2 separate regions of the Arachis hypogaea genome follow, and region 1 is linked to region 2. Evidence: chromatin contacts called from public Hi-C data. All regions are on one chromosome and are shown on one strand. The core of a region is the stretch at or near the end of the contact, and the rest is flanking DNA. Distances in the headings are between cores, read along the strand shown. Region 1 holds the start of LOC112749567 (protein TPX2). Region 2 holds the start of LOC112749564.

What was found. A called contact is a pair of places that touch in the nucleus more often than the background predicts.
Region 1: a Hi-C map of an unstated tissue shows a contact between it and region 2, with 6 times the contacts expected there. The contact joins the promoter of LOC112749567 here to the promoter of LOC112749564 in region 2. A contact is called at or near these places in 2 of 8 Hi-C or Micro-C datasets (leaf and an unstated tissue).

What each region holds. Positions count from the first base shown.
Region 1 is chr15:13,995,184-13,997,883 of arahy.Tifrunner.gnm2.J5K5, forward strand. LOC112749567 (protein TPX2) reads right to left here and starts at 1,296. Exons shown (of 17, transcript XM_072218630.1): 1 at 841-1,296; 2 at 692-760; 3 at 534-605; 4 at 56-197. The coding sequence starts at 1,039.
Region 2 is chr15:13,769,366-13,772,065 of arahy.Tifrunner.gnm2.J5K5, forward strand. LOC112749564 reads right to left here and starts at 1,258. Exons shown (of 7, transcript XM_025797849.3): 1 at 1,113-1,258; 2 at 688-919; 3 at 422-526; 4 at 237-296. The coding sequence starts at 825.

The DNA.
Region 1 (2,700 bases), core at 46-2,545, 230 kb after region 2:
ATAATAGTTCATGCCTCCCTAACTATGAAAATGTATAAGCTAGTCAGAAAATCACCTCGAAGCAACATTTTGAGGAGCCCGATTTTGCTTAGCCAGCTGACTAGCTGTAGGTTTCATTAGTGTTGAACCCTTTCTCACAGTGGATTTAGCCTTTGATTTCAAACTGTTCCCGATTGTCTTACTGGTAAAGGTTAGTCCTAAAAGAGACAAATACTTGTCAAGCGATAAGCGGGAATAAAAAGAGGGAATTTAAAAAAAAAAAAAAAAGCTACAAATAAGCGAAAGAGAATCTGATGAATTGTGAAAAAATCAATAAAATACTATAGTTGACATATAAGGTTAAAAAACTCAGAGCAGTTTGAGCACCAGGAATTACAGATAGGGTTTCTAATTAAAGAGAAAAATTGGTAAATTCTTGTGATGCAGTTCATCATTCAATGCATTTAGAAGAATCACAATATACGATTACTAGGTGAACAACTTCTTTCAGAGAACAGTGTCCCGATCTATGATCATTCAATCACGTTGATTACCTGTGCTATTTACTTGTAACGGTTGCATTTGCATAGCTATATCTTGCAGAACTCCAGCCACCGATTTCGAATCTATCAAAGCAGAAAGCAGCTTAGATGACAATATCAGTGAAACAAGAACTAACAACATTTCGTAAAGTAAAATAGCATAGGCATACCACCATTGAAGCATTCCAGAGAAGAGGCGCTAACATCGTCTTCTCTAAGCACAAGCTTCGAAACAAAAGCTGAAACACAAGAGATTATTGAGCTAACCAAGGTGCATTGAATGAGGCATGAGAAAGAAAGAGGAAAGGCGAAAACCGACGAGAAGGAGGGTAGCTGGCGGCCGTTTCGAACCAAAGCTCGGCTAGGCGAGCTTGAACGGGAGATTCTTGCACCGTGAAATCGAAGAAGCGCGCTGCATCAAACTCGTAATCGAGGTCGATTTCGTGAGCCACATAAACGTCATTCTCTATTTCCATGTCTTCCTCCTCCTCCTCCATCGTTGTGGTGGTCATCATCATCGTCGCCACCGCCTATTGCGATTGCGGGTTATGAAGCTCCGAATAGAACTCGTTGAAGAAAATGCACTGTTGAATGTTGATAGCTACTGTTACTGTTAGCCAGTCAAGCTACTGAGTACTGAGAGGGATTTTACATTTGAATACCAAATCGCCTCATTATTCAATTTAATTAAATATTATATAATATAATAATAGTATTTTGTATTTTTTTAATTTTTATGCGTTTCGTTTCATGAAATGGAAGGTTGGCAAATGCCACCACCCAGTGTTGGGTCCATTGTAACTTGTAAGTATATATCTTAATTAAGTAATAATTAATTTAATAGTAGTATACAAATTTATTCAAATAATTGTAATTAATTAGCTTGGGGTTATGGGAGAGGGGTTTTGTCTTGTTGCGCCGGGAGCTTAACCCTATGGCATATAAGTGTGTCCAGTACGTGGTAAGTGTAACGACCAAGACAGTACATCACTAACGATCCAAAATTTGAATTTGTGGGGACTGTTTGTTGGACGGATTTGCCCCTTTGGATAGGTCCTGTTTTGGTGCGGTGAGGTCAGTGCTCACATTGTGTCAAATGCGCACCACACTATAAACTGCAATTTCGGCGCCTCAGTCCTCTTTCCAATTGGCTACATTTCCCAGGACCCGAAATCCCCAGATTACCCTTAACGTTTCTCTTTTCTCACTCAGTTGGGCCGGGTCTGCACCTCTTGTTTTATTTCTGAATTTAGGACTCCACTCCACAGGTCCACTTACTCAGAATCAGAATCTAAAGGAAAATTTTCAATCACACAAAATAACGTGTCAAATATAGTCAATGCGTTTTCAGTGGCCCCAAAGAACAGAGTGAGATAGAAAATAAAAAGCCGATTATACCATGTCTTTTATTTAAGTGTTTAATTTTTATCTAATTTATTTTTATAATTAATTTTTAATATTTAAAATTAATTATTTAATTTATTTTTTATAATTAGACAATAATTTTTAGATATTATAATACACCCCATAATGAAAAGATGAATATCTCCTAAAGTGAAGAGGGGATTGATAAAGTAATAAAATAATATTTTAATTATTTTTAAATTAAGATAATAAAATTTATAAATTTAAAAATAATTAAAATATAATTTTATCATTTTATTAAATGGTCTTTAGATGAAATAGAGCTTTAGAATATAGCTCATTCAATTTTGTAGCTAAATTTGATAGTCCCAACAAACTATTTTTTGGATAAATAAATAAAAAGACATGAGTACCTGCAAAAAATACTATGAATAAAAAATATTAGATATAAAATAAAAGTTATAAAATTTAAGATGTAAGTACCTGTTTAGATTAGAAATAAAAAGTGTATAAATAATTGATGAATATAATAGCATTGATAATATAATCATTTGACCATTACTACAATAGTAATGAAGGTCATTAAACTTTTTGGTTATAAACTTAGAATTAAGACATTTAAAATTGAATTACGAAAAAATCTCTTTTCAAAATAAAAATCGAACTCAATTTATTTTGTTTTAACTTTGGTATTAAGTAGCCTTATTTTACATTTTATGAGAAAAGTATCTAAAGTAAAATAATAATAATAATAATAATAATTAAATTATTTTTAAATTTGTAAATTTTATTTATAAATTTAAAAATAATTAAA
Region 2 (2,700 bases), core at 8-2,507:
GTTTTCTTCAGTTATCCCGATATCAAACAGGATAAAGTAACGTTAGAAACGTAATTACATTTGAAAATACAAAAAACTAAGATGTTAGCCTGAAATTTCAACATCATTCAATGAGGTAACTTAACAATCATGTCATTGAATTAGAATGTACTATTGTTGTCCAGAACAAAAGCTAAAAATAGATGCTTTGCAATTAGTATTCCTATTTATATCAACTACATTAGTATGTAATATACCTGTGACCTCTGCACTTCAGCTTTGATTTTCGACTCGTGAGACTCTTGAAGCATTTCAGTCTTTTAAGGGACAAAAAGAAAAAAAGAAAAAAAAAAACTTATGTTAGTACACGAAACTACTATTTTAGATTCCAAGAGAGTGGTAAAGTTCACAAACGAACAATATAAACATCAAAAGACCTCACCCTCTCCATTAATGATTCTTGTACTTTTTCCAAAACTTCAGTTATACCGGCAGATATCGCCTGAGCCTGCTTTTTGGGCACTCCTTGCCCCTCAAGTCCGCTAGTCTAGAAAGCAAAAGCGTAACCAATGACACAAACAAACCATTCATTAACACTCACTAACGAGCTTAAAAGTGCACATTTGCAATTAGTTAGAAAACACACAAGTGAACAAAAAACCATGAAAAAAGAGAATAAAAAATGGTAAGAATGTAAACTTAAATTACAATAGCGGATGCATCACAGAACCGCCGACCATTTGATTTCGCCATCCGGGAAAATGATCTGAGACTTGAGTTGAAAGTGAACGATTTTGAGAACCCAAAGCCCGAAAATTGAGCCAATCGCTTACAAGCCGCAGCCATTCCCTCAAAAATAAGAAATTGGAGCGAAGAAGAATTTTCGAACCCTGAATATGCCCTACTCCCAAATCGGATATAACAACCTTGTTTTCAGCCACTGTTTAAACAAAGAAGAAACAGAATCCAAGGACATAAAATTAATTAAACACGAATTAGGCCAAAAAAGTAGATGAATTTTTCCAAGATTTGATTTTGATTCCTCACAAATCAATATAATTTATCGGAAACCAAACAAGATAAGAAGGAAAAGCATAAAAGTGAAAAAAAAAAGGAGATTTTCATTGAGTTACCTGAATGTGAAAAGGATAAAAAAAATGCAGAAAAGGGAAGGAGGTATTTTTGAATCGGTAAGAACCAAAAAAAGGAAACGGATTCGTGACTGTAGGATGGCAGACCTATTAGAGATTTCATGCAGGTAATATAAAAGTTATAGGTTGGGAAAAATTTGAAATGAAGAGGTATTTATAATTGGAATGACAACTTACTGGGATCACTTTTGTAACTTCTTTTTTATCTTATGGATAGTTATCTTTTTTTCCTTTTAATTTAGGATTTGTTAGGATTCTATATTTAAATATATGGACAATTTATTTTATAGATATTTAGTTATTTTTTTTTCTTTTGTTTAGGATTTATTGAAATTTTATATTTAAATATGAATAATGTTATTTATTTTTAAATTTGTTTATGAAATAAATTTAACTAAATTAAACTAAGTTAAATAATATTTAAAATAATATTATTCATAATTAATTTTTATTAATATTAGACTAATTTAGTTAGAGTTGATTAACAAAAAAATTTAAATCTATAATATTATTCTTTAAATATATGAATATTTTTATAGGTGCAGTTAAGATTTTGTAGAAATTATTTAGCACTAATATAATTTATTATTCTAAAAAATAGTGGTACTAATAAAAAAATATTATTTTTATGAACTATTAGATTTTATTATATGAAATCTAAAAGATAAGATAAAAAGAAAAAATGTCTGTCTAAAATCGGCCCCAAATCTTTTGAGTTTATTTGATATATTATAAAATTTGAAACATTAAATTAGAGTGATAAATAGGCTAAAAAAATTTAGATATAGAAGTAGAATAAGTGATATACTTTAACATTGTAATTTTTAATTTTTAGTGTTTTTTAAAACTATGGGAATTGAAAAGTACACGAATCGGAGGTCAACTTGTGTTTAAAAAATTAAAAAAAAATTGGAGTATACAAATCGGACCGGCTGATTTGTGTACTCCAAATTTTTTTAATTTTTTAAACACAAATCGAAAGGTATCGCTTAAAAATTGGACGTCCAATTTGTACTCCCTAAATTAAATTATCTCATGTTTTAAAAAAATATCATAATAAATCACAATTCAAAAAAATACTATTATTAATCTAATATTAAAATATAAAAACAAAAATGTGTGATAAACAATTTAATCATTTATATTTAATTTATTAATAATTTATTAAAAATTCCTCTAAAAGATACTAAATATTTTGATATTTTAAAATTGGTCCCGGATAAATTTGAGAACCAAGCCCCAAACTAGGCCAAGAAAGCAGAAGAATTTTTCCAAGATTTGATTTTGATTCCTCACAAATCAATACAATTCATCGGAAACCAAACAAGATGAGAAGGGAAAGGATAGAGGTGGAAAAAGAGAGATTTTCATCTGAATGTGAAAAGATAAGAAAATGCAGTTTAGAGGTTTTATGCAGGTAATATAAAAGTTATAGGTTGGGAAAAATTTGGGATGAAGAGGTATTTATAGTTGCAATGGATCACTTTTTTTTTGTGACTAGCTGGATCACCTTTGTAACTTCTTTTCTATTTTATGGATAGTTATTTTTTTTCCTTTTAAGTTAGGATTT